Linked DNA regions of Mus musculus: regions 1 and 2 are each linked to region 3. Evidence: chromatin contacts called from public HiChIP or PLAC-seq and promoter capture Hi-C data. All regions are on one chromosome and are shown on one strand. The core of a region is the stretch at or near the end of the contact, and the rest is flanking DNA. Distances in the headings are between cores, read along the strand shown. Region 1 holds the start of Zfp281 (zinc finger protein 281). Region 2 holds the start of Kif14 (kinesin family member 14). Region 3 holds the start of Kif21b (kinesin family member 21B).

Evidence for each region. Promoter capture Hi-C pulls out the DNA fragments that hold promoters and counts their contacts. HiChIP or PLAC-seq counts read pairs in DNA pulled down with a chosen protein or histone mark.
Region 1: a promoter capture Hi-C map of pre-B cells shows a contact between it and region 3. The contact joins the promoter of Zfp281 here to the promoter of Kif21b in region 3. A contact is called at or near these places in 2 of 39 promoter capture datasets (liver and pre-B cells), 4 of 484 Hi-C or Micro-C datasets (CD8 T cells, LSK cells, Th1 cells and 1 more) and 2 of 115 datasets of contacts at active chromatin or transcription factors (astrocytes and memory CD8 T cells).
Region 2: a contact with region 3 is called in an H3K4me3 HiChIP or PLAC-seq map of the SCID.adh cell line, with 27 read pairs. The contact joins the promoter of Kif14 here to the promoter of Kif21b in region 3. A contact is called at or near these places in 3 of 39 promoter capture datasets (embryonic stem cells, frontonasal cranial neural crest and liver), 8 of 484 Hi-C or Micro-C datasets (CD4 T cells, Th1 cells, erythroid progenitors and 4 more), 31 of 115 datasets of contacts at active chromatin or transcription factors (the 230-238 cell line, the SCID.adh cell line, T-cell acute lymphoblastic leukemia and 22 more) and 3 of 9 other capture datasets (adipose tissue, liver and pancreatic islet).

The regions. Positions count from the first base shown.
Region 1 is chr1:136,622,294-136,626,782 of GRCm38.p6, reverse strand. It overlaps Zfp281 (zinc finger protein 281), which reads right to left and starts at 1,882. Exons shown (of 2, transcript NM_177643.4): 1 at 1,732-1,882; 2 at 1-1,511. The coding sequence starts at 1,497.
Region 2 is chr1:136,465,456-136,470,058 of GRCm38.p6, reverse strand. Kif14 (kinesin family member 14) reads right to left here and starts at 2,211. Exons shown (of 29, transcript NM_001287179.2): 1 at 885-2,211. The coding sequence starts at 2,101.
Region 3 is chr1:136,128,014-136,132,779 of GRCm38.p6, reverse strand. Kif21b (kinesin family member 21B) reads right to left here and starts at 1,390. Exons shown (of 35, transcript NM_001039472.2): 1 at 1,018-1,390. The coding sequence starts at 1,058. It overlaps Gm15850 (predicted gene 15850), which reads left to right and starts at 1,597. Exons shown (of 3, transcript NR_046170.1): 1 at 1,597-1,759; 2 at 3,275-3,387.

The sequences.
Region 1 (4,489 bases), core at 633-3,132, 490 kb before region 3:
TGAGCCACCTGGCTTACCAGACAAGGATTTCTGCCCAACTACGTCTGGTAACGGTGACACAAAATTAAGGTAGCTTTTATCTGCATTCTTTCTGCTTCCTTTCTTAAAGATCAATTTTGGCACCCTTTTCTGCAGTTCATCTATTCCAGTGCCAATTATGCTCCCACTGGTAGACACAGTAGGCATTTCTACTGAATAACTCTGCATGTTTATATTGTTTGACATTTGTGATTCATTTGTTTTGCCAGTCTTGTGTTCCTTATTTTCAATAGCTATGCTTTTCGACTTCGACTTTCTCCTTGAGGAACTTGTATTTCCCTGAGACAACACAGCCAGGTTACCCATACTGTTATGGTTTGATGACCCAGGTTCTGCACTAGCGGCTCCTTTTGCTATGGCTTCACCACACGTGCGCCTGTGCTTCAACAATCTGTCAGTCCTTGAAAAATACTGTTGGCAAGTGTCACACTTGTATGGCTTTTCTCCACTATGTGTCCTCTTGTGTCTCTCCATATGGTACTTCTGAATAAACTTCATGCTGCACTGATCGCACCCAAAGGGTTTCTCTCTGCTGTGAATTTTCTCGTGTCTCTGCAGTAGGTATTTCTGGATGAAACCCATACTACACTGGCTGCACTGGAAAGGCCTTTCGCCCGTGTGGATGAGGACATGTCTCCGCAGGTGGTAGGAGCTCCTGAAAGCAGCACTACAGTGATCACAGATATGAGGTTTCTGACTTGGGGACAGGACGGCACCTTCTCCCTCTCCAACCAAAGGTTTGGAAGATGCACTTGGCTTCCTCTTGGCTTTGATTCCCTGAGATTCTGGCTTTGGCCTCTTTGCCTTTTTGACGTTAGCGTCCTGCTTTGGCTCCTGGTTGCCGTGCTCATCAGTCCTGCTACCGCTGCTCAGTAATACATCGCGGTGGTGCTGGGCCGGTTGCTGCTGGGCATGCTGGTGCAGAAGACTGAGGTCTTGGATGACGCCGTGGCTCCCCCCTTCCCCTCCTCCTAGGCCTGGTGATCGCTCTTCAGCCCCAGCGAACAGCCCCCCATAGTGGTGGTGGTGATGGTGGTGGTGGGACGGCTGCTCCTCGGGATCCGCAGGTTTCTCCTGCTTGATGCTCACCAAGGACTGCAAGAATCCCCAGGAGGTCCTCTGCGAAGGGAAGGCCGCGGCTGACGCCGCCGGCTCCTTCTTGAAAGTCATGTCCGGGGCTGGCGGAGGGGGGGGCTCAGCGGCCGGGGCTGCGGAGGTAGAGGAGGATAACACGCACTGCGGGGGAGGGGCGGCCGTCCCCGCCGGCCGGGTGAAGCTGGTGACCGGGGGAAGCCGGTGGTTGAACATAACCATACTCTGGGGGAAGGTGGGCTCCATCTCTGCTCTCCTGCCGCCGCCGCTGCCGCCGCTGGCGCTGCCGGAGCTGCCGCCGGAGCCGCTACCACCGCTACTGCTGGGACCGCCGCCGCCGCTAAGGAACCCGCTGCCGATTTTCATACCCCGGAGGAGGCCTGGCTGCGGAGAGGAGGGAGAGGAGGGAAGAGGGGGAACGGCGGTAGGGCCGGGCCCCGGGCCGGGACCACCGCAGCGTTTGGGACCCGCCGCGCCGCCGCCCAGCCCGCACCGCGCCCGGCTCCCGTCCGCAGCCCCGCCGCCTCCGGCCCGGCGCGCTCGACCCCGCGGCCTTCTTGGCCGCTCCCGCGCCCGCCCCGGCCCGCCGGCCACACTTACGGGTTCCGCCGCCGCCGCAGCCGCCGTCGCCTCCAGTTAATAAAAATAACGCCGTCCTCTCCACAATGGAATTAAAAGCCTCCCCGCTTCTGCGCAGCCGCGGCGCGGTGTCTGCCGGGAAGTCCTCGACCGGACCAGAGGGGCGCTCGGCGAGCCCCGTGCGCCTGCGCCTCAGTTTCCGCCTGGCTAGCCTGTCAATCAAGCGGGCGGTTGGGCGGAGCTGCTGGGGGCTAGGTGGGAGGGGCGGGGACTTGGAGGCGGACAGCGGAGGGTCTTCCGCAGCGAGGGGACGTGATTGGTGGCCCTGCTGAGGGGCAGACAGTGGCTGAGGGTTTCTAGGGAGAAGGCGCTCCGGAGGTGGAGCCCAAGGGGCGGGAAGTCCGGGGACGCCAGGAGAGCGTGTTGCAGCGTGGCGTGGGAGCTGCAGAGGAAGGGGTTAGGGAAGGTGGAGACACTGAAAACTGAACATTGGCATTTGGTTCACTTTAGTGTTTGCAATCCAAGTATTGAATCAAAATCAAACAGAGAATAGGATTCCTTAAGGTACTTGTGATTCTGCCTGAAAGCTTTAAACTCGTAACGGTATTGATTACAGATAGCTTTTACTCCTTTTCAGAATGGAGACAGCAATAACGCTTGTCTTTGCCTTTATTGAAGGAGCCTTTGAGACTGCCATAGAGGAGGGACCGCTGCAGAAAATTGTCTCAGTGCCAGCCTACCTGAAGGCTACGCAAAGGGAAACCACGTGTAATCCCAGGTGCAGCTGTCCTGTAAAACACGCCCACACACACTTCATCATCAGATGGTATTTAAATGCCACGTACTTTCTCAGTTGTCTGAATTTGCTTATTACGTTGAATACTAACTAGCCTCAAATACTGGCCATCGTTCTTGTTTAAAATCTCTGTTAGGATACATACCCCACTCTCCCAACCCCTCCAGTATAGAATACCTAGAAACTTGAAAAGTTGTTCCTTATTCAGTTGGGGGAAATTAGATAAAATCTTGAAATTAAAAGTTCTATCGACAAAACCAAATAGATATTAATTTAGTGCCTAATAATGTATAAAAGGCATTCACAGCGAGCATGCAAAAATCTAAACCAGCAACTTTCCTAGGTGTATTTATACACCACAGACTTTTTAATAAAAAGACCTGGAGAACAGTTATTTACATAGTGTGTTTTCTTAAAGAAATCACACGTCCATATTCTCATAGTGTTTCTCGAGATGACTTCTTGTAATAACTTCCTTGAGAAATTTTGCAATTAAAGCCATAGCGGTGTATTGTTTACCAACACAGGCCTCTCTGAGCCTGCCCAGAAACCTTAAAACTGTATTTTATGAATAGTTTCATGAGGCATTGTATCTTCCTAGCCCCATGGAACTACAGTTAAATTATTTCCTGAAACTACCAGGTATAGCTAAGCGTTGAACACTGAAAATTCAAAAACTTCAGACAGTAATAAAATATTAGTCAGTGCCAGTGAGAAATGAGGCTGTCCCTGTACTCAGGGTGTCCATGTTTAATGGTAAAGCTGGGCTGCACATAAGCCAGCCCAAGCATGAAGGGCAGTGGGACACTCATATGAAAGCCAACTTTGTTCTACAGTTATCAAGATAAGAAACCTGTCATTTCTCTCATTCACGCTGTCAGCCTTGAGCTACTCCAAGCAGACTTACCTCTAGGTTGTATACCCCATATATCAGGAAGATGAAGAGACCCTGTAAAATAAAACGGAGGGGGAAAGCTGTTAGCGCTAATCATTCCGCCAGTGGAAATGCCCGAAATAAACTTTCCCGGGAACAGACAAAAGAAGACACACTTCATCAACGTCCATTTATTTTCCCGTTTTTCACCATTAGAAGTCGTACCTTGAGCATTTATATGATAACACACCAGCACATCACTTATACTGGTTGTGCTATTCAATTCTTTGGTGATAGAAAATAGAAATAGTATCCTAACTACATGGAATAATAATTAGGAGGTGGCTAGATGATGAAACACTTAATATTTCTAAACTCCGTCTAAACTCCGTTTGGAGCAGCAACTTCAGTATATCTTATCATCTTTGAAGTTATAAAATTAGGAAATAATTGAAAGATTAAACACTACAGGTTACTGACATAGTTCAGTGATACTGTGGTTGCCTACTGTGGATAAAGCTTGAACCCCAGTACCAGTGAAACCAACCAACTCCTTTAAACCCTCAAACGAAAGAGATAAACGTAGGTAATAGGGACTGCGGACATAGCTCAGCAGTTAAGAGCATTTGTTTTTCTTGCATAAGATCAGGGTTTAATTCCCAACACCCACCTAGGGGGATCCTGCAGGCATGAACATGGCACATACATGGATGCGGGCAAAAATTCATATACATAAAGTAAATAAATCCTCAAAAAGATAATAAATGCGAATTGTCTATTTGAAACAGAGTCTCACTATATTCCCAATTCATAATCTTCCTATCTCTGCCTTCCAAGTACTGAAATCACAGGCTAAGCCCCCACACCCAGAAGTATGAATATTTTTAAAAACACTTAATTTTTAAAAAGATTATGTTTGAGACAAGATCTCTCTTTCCCTTAGACCAGGTTGTCCTAGAATTCACAGAGATCCATCTTCCCTCCTAAGTGCTGGGATTAAAGGTGTAGACTACCAACACCAGGCTAGATTCTTTTTTAAACTTTATTTTATGTGCATGATTGTTTTTGCCTTCCTGTATACATGTGTACCATGTGCATTTCTGGTGCCA
Region 2 (4,603 bases), core at 962-3,461, 340 kb before region 3:
TATTTTTACTTTTTTTTTTTTTTTAAAGACAGGGTTTCTCTGTGTAGCCCTGGCTTTCCTGGAACTAACTCTGTAGACCAGGCTGGCCTTGAATTTAGGGATCTGCCTGTGAGCTCTGGGACCAAAGGCCTGGCCTCCACACCCAGCTGACTTTTTAAAAGTCTTATCAATAATCTGTGACTCGCCAACTGCAATCACCTTTAAAGAAATATTCTATGCCTTCAAAATCAAGTGTGCTAAGCCTCTGCATTTATGAGCACTATGTACCAAATGCAGGTGATACGGTTGATGAATGCCATTCTAGAACATTCTCTGGGGAAGCTATGAGCTTGTGTGGCTCTTTGAAAGGAAAGAAGACATTCCCAAGCACTACAAATCAAAGATTTGAGAGGCGATTGCATGAGAGAATGAAATGACTCACTCAGGGCACCTCCCCCTGCCCCTGGCCACATTAGGTCCAGGCCTCACTCTGTAGCTTTGGCTGGCTTGGAACTTGTTTCGCAAACCAGCCTGGCTTCAAATCCAAAGATCCACCTGCCTCCTCCTCCCAAATGCTGGGATTAAAAGTGTGCACAATCCTGCCTGGCTCGGTTTCTAAAAGAGGTATGTGTTTGTGTGTGTATGCCTATATATGGGTATAAAATATAGATTTTAATTTTGTATTCTATTATAAAAATAACCAGTATAACTACAATCAAAGCCTAAACACTGGTGGGCTGAAGATGTGGCTCAATTATATCTACCTACATGGGGTCTTGGGTTCAATTCCCCGTACCAAGAGAAAATGCCAATGACTTTAAAGACACTGGCTTTCTAGAAGCAGAGTCTTACAGACACATAATGACATGGAATTCTCGGCCTGAGAGCTAACACGCCGGACGTACCTTTTGCTGAAAGGCCTCACGCGCACCGCCACGGTCACCTGACTGTTCTCTACTTTTAAGGAGTCTGGCTCTGTAAAGGTCTTCTGAACTAGACTGTTTTCTTCTGGAGGGAGTGTGCTTTCTCGTGAGCTTTCCCTTTTATTTGCAAAAAGAGAACTTTTGGGCCTCGGTTTAACTCGAGGGCTTGCAATCCTGTTTTTCAGTGTGGATAAAGCTGGGCTTTTCGGTGGAGGCAGGTCATGCCTTGGTGTCCATCTGTGTTCTGGGACACATTTTACCGGGGTCCTCGATTCTGAGCTCGCGCTTCTGAATGTACTGCCATGTTTCGGGATGTCCTTCCCATTGTTTTTCGGTGTGGATAAAGCTGGGCTTTTCGGTGGAGGCGGGTCATGCCTTGGTGTCCATCTGTGTTCTAAAACACATTTCACTGGGGTTCTTGTATCTGAGCTTCCAAATGTACCGACTTGTTTAGCAGTGTCCTTGCCAGCATTCCCACGGTGTGAGTTTCTTCCTCCTGACACTGGGGTATCAGACTTGCTCTCGGTCAGTTGCACCACTAAGTGTCCTGATCTCATAGCTTCAGTCTGACGCTGGGAACCCACAGGCGCTCTACTGTTTGTGTCCTTAACTGTCACCTTTTCATTAGAGGCACCAACGGGAGGACCTGGGTCTTTGCATCTCGTCAACCCGGTGTCGTTGGAGTCTTTCACGGAGACGACAGACGACAGGACACGGGTATCATTATTTACACCCTTTGCTTCTGTCCTCGATGCCTGGGAGGCAGAGTCACTTCCTGGGTTACCTCCCACAGGATTCAATGTCTCCCACTTTCCCACATAATCCGCTCTACCGTGCCGCCGTTGTAACCTAAGACTTGTGTCTGCTGTTCTTCTGTTTCCCAACTCACTTCCAAGTAAAGACGACTCTCTGTCCCCACAAGTAGCCCTTCTCTGGAGGCTCAGTCTCCGGGGGTCAGAGGTAACAGGAGTCTCTCTTGTTTTTTTACAGGCAGAGATAACATAAGTGCTATTTATGTCGATGGTTTTACTTCCAGCATTCACGAATGGATCATGATTCTCACACTCTGACATATCTGCCTTCAAGTGCAGTTCCAGCCGGCTGCTGTGGACGAGGCCACTGGATGCTGAAATCTTCTGTGAAGAAGAAACCTCCAGGCTTCCGATGTTGTGTCTGCTATGCGAAGTGTGTACTGACATCTTGGCAGCAAGCGATTTTTAAGAGGATGTGAAGGATCTAAGCCCTTCAGATCCTTGTCGGGGTGCTGGGCATTTTGTTCTTTTCAGTTTCCAACAAAATATCTGGCCGACTACAAAAAATGAAAAATAAAACGGTTACTACAAACTTTAAAAAGAGAGAGATCTTCCTACTACAGAAGCAAACTCTCAGAGGATGCATTGGACTAAACCACTTCCCACTGCACCTCCACACAGCCTCCTACAATCTCCACCCTCGAAGGACTTCACTTGTTATTCAACAAATATCTACTGAGGGTTCCCTTAGGAGCAAGGCACCCACAGACACTGCAGACTTCAAAGACAGGACCTCCCCATCCTTATTTCCTCAGCTTAGAAGGAGCTTACAGGTGACCTTAATCTCAACAAAGTGATTCAAGAAAGGTCAACACCTGTATGTCAGCATACTTTAAGTGCCCCCAGCTTGGAATCATAGCATCTAGTCTGATTAGTCTGCAGCAAAGTAGGTTTCTGAACACTTGTCAATGTATCCTAAATACAAGAATGCCTACAGAGGAGTTTAACACGATGTCACAAAGGAGGCTACTCTTAAGAAAGTACCACAGACATTATACACTACAAACTGCGTGTGTAGCCAGGTGTGATGGTCCGTGCCTGTGATCCCAGCCTTAGAGAGGCCGAGGTGAGAGACTGGAACTTTCAAGGCCAGCCTGACACTGTCACCGATGCCCACACCCCCTCAAGTTAGACAACTACACTATCTGTCACTTCTTCATTATACAACAAACTAGACAGGCATGCGTTTACACACATATAGGTAAATATAGGCCAACAATATCTGCCAGGCATTATCTAAAACAGAACAGTGCAAATGCCACTCTTCGTCATGCTCCTTAAATGGACGTAAACAACTCTTTAAAATTGAATTCCTGAGTCTACCTTACAAAATGTCACTGATTCAAACTATTTGGACATTGTTACAATCAAGGAACAAATTACCAGAAGCTCATTTTTAAAAGTTTGACAAAGAGACATTGTAGGAAGAAAGAAAGAGTTCGAGTATAAGCATCTCCCGCTAAACTTTCAGTGAAAATACAGAACCCTCCCAATATGAGGTGAAATTAGGGACAATATATCTTTGTCTTAGAAACTAAAAGCCATTTGCTCTTTGCATAGATCAACATGATTTTTGTTTGCAGAATTTCGGCCATCAGATCTCCAAGAGGACTGGAAGGAAGACAAGAGAAGTCGGTCACGACCACAGGCCGAGGCTCCTGGCGACTCTGGCAGTCTTGCCAGGCTGTGACAGTGTACCTGGACCCCTCCAGTTCGCCGCTCCACGCTCCGCGGCGCTGTTCTCGGCTTCCGGGTGGACAGAGCGACGCCCCGCGCCCCTTGCCCGGGACCCTCGGACTAAAGGGGACCGAGCCGCACCACCCACCCAAGCACCCCGGCCTGCTGGGCAAACACCGCAACGCTCTCAGCCCACCGGCTCGCTGGGCGAGCAACCTCAGCGCTCTCAGCTCGGAGGCGCTTCCCACTCCTAAGACCTCGACACTCACCATTCCCGGCACAGGCTCCCGTGGCTGCGGCAATTTGAATGCGCGCCTCGCTTCCTGATTGGTCGCTGGGCGTAGCGTCAAGCGCCGCGCCTTCACTCCTCCCCATCCCCGGAAGTGCAGCTTCTACCGCGAGACACACCCCGCCCTATCTCCTAGGTGACGGCCCGCCCCTCCTCTGGGCGGAATTGGAGCTCAGAGCTTGGAGCTGGGCGGTACCACCAAAGGGGCGGGCACTCACCTGAAGGGTTTTCAGGAGAAGCGACAGTGCCTCATCTATCCGATCCTTTACACGACGATCTGTAGGGAATGACCATGTGCCCCCACGTTAATTATAATAACACTCTGGTATTTCATACTCAAGTCGTTACGTGATGTCGTGGACTAAGTGTTCAGATGAATTAAAGTTTTGTTTTTTAATCCTGAATATTTTAATCAAGTATTAATGTTATGCCAGTCTGTTAATAAACTTGTGAATGATCTGACAAGTAGCAAGTGGTGTGGCTGGAAGTCCAAAGCTGTTGCGGTAAAGGTTACAATAACATTCTGAAACCTGAAAAAAGGTAATCACTAAAACCAAAGAATGATTCTAGCCAAATATTTTTCCAAATTAACAGTATGGAGATAATGGAAATGTATTCTGTAAGAGAGAAAAGGAACCCAGAAGTGCTTTAACTATATGAAAAATTACACGATAAAGTCAGTTTTTAAGATAATTTTTATTCCTTGACAATTTTTTTCTTATTGTTTTATGTATGCATAGGGTGTTTTGCTTGCAAGTAAGTCTGTACACCGTGTGTGTGTGTGTGTGTGTGTGTGTGTGTGTGTGTGTGTGTTTTCCTGATGTCCACAGAGAGCAGAAAAAGTTTTAGGGCATCCATGGAATTGAAGGGTGCTAAGAATTGAACCCAAGTCCTCTGGAAGAGCAAGCAAAGTGCTCTTAAAC
Region 3 (4,766 bases), core at 141-2,640:
AGGACCTACCCTAGAATTTGACTGCTCCCCTCCCCCACTCTATAAGGCCAGAACCAGAGATGTATGTTCCTCAGTGCATCTGTGAGTTGGTGACCAGCTCACTCACATTGCTACTCTCCCACTATGTTCTTCTTAAAGAGAAGACCACAAAACACAGTCGGGAGAGCTGGTGGGAGGCATCTTCACTCTCTGCAAAGAACAGAGAGTTCAACTTTGTAGCATTTCCTGTCCCTGCACCTGTGTGCCCCTAGGAAAAGAACCCACTAAGTCCCGTCCTCTTTCCTCTTAATGTCTGCCAGATTACTTCTAATACCTACAGATATCGGGAATGGGAATCCAGATAAATCTAGGGGCCCTTCCCCCCTGCTCAGTTTCACCTTTGTGCCTGTGAATGTAGCATTAGGGTCCTGTCACCCCTTTCACCCCTTCTGGATTAGTCCCTCGGATACACCTTTTTCTTCCTCCCTAGCACCATCTCCTCTTGGGGCAGGACCAGCAGGGCTTTCTCCAAAAGCCATTGGCACCCCGTGGAAAGCCAAGGCACCATTCCAACCCTTTCATGGGTCCCACAACCGATCTTTGTCTGTTGTATCCGCTCCCAGGATGGTGAGCTGGATCAAGAGCGTAGAACTGGCTAACTGGGGTAGATGGGGGGAGGGGGGATTCCCTCCTATACCCCAGAATGAGACAGCAGCCTCATGGGGAGGACAAGAGGAAACACACAGACGCTCCGGCCTGGGCCAAAGCTGGGTGTGAAATACCGGATTTCCTTGTTTATTCGATTTTCTGATCATTAAGTGCTCCCAAGAGGGGCCAGAAATTACCACCCAAACAAAGCCACCTTCCATCAGTCCGCTGGGCCGCCGCTCCCCTGCGGCAGCCGGGCCAGCGCGCGTCGGCCCCTCCTCCTGGACTGCAGACTCCAGCTCGAGCGGTGCCCGCGCCCCCCGCCCGAGAACACGCGAGACAAAGCTCGAACCCCTCCTCGCACGCCCCTTCCCCGCCATCGACCCTTACCTGACGGCCACTTTGACGCAGCAGTCGCCCTGGCCAGCCATGGTCCTCCGGCACCAGGGTCTGGGCGCGGATCAGGGGCGGGGGTCCGGGGGCCACTGCTCCAGGCAGCGGCTGCGGCTGCAGAAGGCGGAGGCAGGGACCCTGCTAGCGAAAGCGACCTCGTAGGCTGGAGGTGACATGCTCGCAGGAGGCGGCAGAGGGGCTCAGCCGCGGCCGGCCCCACGGGGCTGGTCCCATGCGTCTCCTCCAGCCATCGCGCGGAGGTGCTGAGCTCGTTGACAGCGGGCAGTGAGACCCGCAGCTCCCTACAGCGCGGCACACGCGCGCGCACACACCTCCCACCCGGACCGCCACCTCCCGCCGCAGCGCGAACAAAGGGGGCGGGGGCCGAGCCACCTCAGGACCCACCCCCAGCCCCTCAGAGCCGCGCAGGGCCCCGCCCCTCCCAGAGGCCGCCAATAGAAGGCCCCAACGAGCAGCAGAGGCGGGACTTGAGCCTTTAAAGAGACCTCTTGGCTCCCGTCCATCGGGTGGCTGGGAGGGGCGGGGTAGGATTGGAGGGCTTGGGAGTGAAAGCGGGAGTGGCATGATGGACTCGTCCCTGGGAAGTTGACCATTCGGGAACCACGGCCCTCGAAGTCATGGTACCTCAGTCTCAGTGGGATCTTCCTTTCCTAAATGAGGAACGGGACTCAAAGAGGAACACCCCAAGGTCATACAGCGAGTCTGTGGCTAGGCATGGGTAAGAACCTGGTCTCTGGGCTGGGCGGTGTGCTGCACCTCAAAGCATCTCATAGAGATGAGCAATTTGCAATTTGAAAGAGTCAGCGAAGTGTCCCTTCTGCATTTATTTCGGTAAATCCGCCAACCTTTATTGAAGGGGATTCTTGTTGATGTGGAAGTAAATTTCCCCACCTCCACTCTGCAACATCTTTAAGCTCATAGTTTGCTTTGATGGCTGACTGGCTCAGGTTCTCCTCACTAAACCAGGGTCCCACTAACCTTTATGACCCACAGGGCCTGGTTCACACTCTTTGTGACAGTGGGGGGGGGGGGCGGGTTGTGTGTGGGGGAGTCGATGTGGGAGGCCAGATCTGCCTGGGAAGTAGTAGGAACAAAGAAGCACTTGACTCCAGATACCTGGGAGAAGCTAGAAGGCAAAGGAGGCCAGCGCTGCCATCAGAAATGTATATAAAGGATTAGCCCAGGAGACTTTTCAACACAGGGCTATGAGAAAGGAGACCAGTAATGTGAAGTCAAGTCCCATTCCAGTTCACCCCTGCACCCTCCCAGCCCCACTCTTCTCCCTGCCCCCCAACAACCAACATTAGGACCATTCACAGGGCCCCTCACCAGCTGCCCTCCCTTCCCAGGCTTCACCCAGCTCCTTCCTCTGGAAAAGGCCCAAGAGGAGGACCCAGCTGCAGCTCAAGATGTGGATGGAGACCTCTGGGGGAGGGGAGGCAGGGGAGTCTGGCTCCAAGCTTCTTGCATCAGCCTCAGATGATGAAACCCTGTGAGACGTCTTGGCTGGGATGTACGTTAGGGTCCTGAGGATCCACTTCTTGGTGCCATCATTCCCCACTCCCCACCCCCATCTGTGACTGCTCCACTCGGGAACCCAGGTGCCTGTTTGGAATAGTTTTAAGGGAAAATGTGAAAGTTAGGTCAGCTCATTCTTCCTACCCTCGTAGCAAACAGGAGGAGAGCCAGAGCCCCAGAGAGGTAGTGGTGATGGTGGTGTGTAAGGGGTCCTGGTGGGATCCTATATATTTTATTAATATTAGCATCTGAAACCCAAAGCCAGTGAATCAAATTCCTTAGAGCAAGAGACAGTGTTGGGAAATTGGGACGCTGCTCCCTGTCTTCTAACAAAAGGAGGATGTGGAGAGCTGAGCGGTGCTTACACGGGGAGGTACTTGGTGCTTTTGTTCTTGTTTGTTCTCCTAACCTTATGAGCCAGGTTCTAGCCTTCTCCCCTACCCCCAATTTTGCAAGTGGGGAAATAGTCTCATAAGCAACACACAGAAGATCTGGACTTCTGCAAGTGGTTCTAGGCGTCCCGATTCCTCTAAGGGATTCCTCTAAGGGCGTGCCTGTGGGGAAGGGAGCTGGATTGGCCCAGCTTTGCCCGGGGGTGCCACAAGCAACAGGCTTAGCTCTCCTGAAAGATAATGTGTTTTTACCTAAACTGTTCCCCCTCCCTCCCATCCCTGGACTTCTTTGGTACTTAACTCTAGCTTCCTGTTTGCCATAGGTCTGCTCAGACTTCCAGCAGTAGGTGACCTTCTGACTCAGAGCTCCGCTGCTGGGAAATGCCACCAGAGCTTTCCTCTCTGTGTCTCCTGACATCCAGGGTGTGCAGCTAGGGTAAGCAAGGAGGCCCATGGCTGCGGACTCAGGCCTCCTAGCCATTAGGGTTTCAAGGTTCCAGTTGCCCCAGCCACCCCAGCAGCTCCCTCTGGGGTTAGCAAGCAGGAGCTGGGTGGCTGAGGTCCAGACCCTGACTCCTGGGCTCTTCTGTTCAGGAGTGAGGGACTAACGGGGCTGAGGTCATGTGGGGATCCAAGCTGAGAAGGAGGCTTAAGCTGCCATTTGGAGAGATTTAGATTAGTTCAGGGAAAGACTAAGACAGTCTCTGCCCTCTCTGAGCTCTCTCCAGCGTCAATAACCACTGCTTCTTTGCTGTGTTCCCACCTCTGCCCAGCTGCTCTTCTTAATGAACCTTGATGTTTCTCAGGATCAGCTACTGCATGGAGCCCTCAGTGCTACACACACACACACACACACACACACACACACACACACACACACACAATTTCTCAGGATCAGCTACTGCATGTAGCCCTCAATGTTTTACACACTCTCTCTCACACACACACACACACACACACATACACACACACAGAGGCTCACACCCATTTTTCTCAGGATCAGCTACTGCCTGCAGCCCTCAATGCTGCACATGCATACACACACACACACACACACACACACACACACACACACACACACGGGTGGGGAAAAGGCTAAGCCCCTAACTGGACTCGACTATAAGTCTCAACTTCTATTCTGAGTTGAGTTCCTTCCCCCAGGCATCTTGGGTCCTCCATCATTTTTCCTGACAGGAGCTGTGGGCGTCTGGGCAGATGGGAACCTCGGGGAGGTGTGGGGAGCCCCCTCCAAATCAGGAAGCTCCCACGCAACTGTAGTTAAAATACTCCAGCAGTGACTTGGGGCAGCCATCTGGCCTGAGCTCTCTTAGACACATTCCACTTTTTTAACAGCAGTGCTATGGGAACAGATAAAAACATGGAAGGGATTCCTATAGGTACCAGGAATGTCCCCAAAGGAGGTCTGAACTTGTGTCTTCTTTCTGTGTCCCCTACCCCCTCCTTCAGGAACAGCATTGCAAAATCTAAATAAGCCTTAGTGTAAAATGGTGGTGGTGGATACAGAGCTCAAGACCTCGAGTTCTAACCCCAGGCCCACCCCAGCATCTGCGCTTGGATCTGTGGGAGCAGGCCTCAGTCTATCCTATAACAGTGTCCTTTAGCAGATGTCCAGCTCCAACCTCCAATGTCCAGCCAGAAGCAGGGCCCAGCGCTTCCCACCCGCAAGAAGCTCAGGACCCCAAAAAAAGATCCATTGAGCTGCAGACTCAGGAGATCTGAGTGCAGACGTGAACTGAGCCTCACTTCCTGTGTTTAGAAGGAGACAGACTTGGCCACAGAGGAAACCAGAGACTG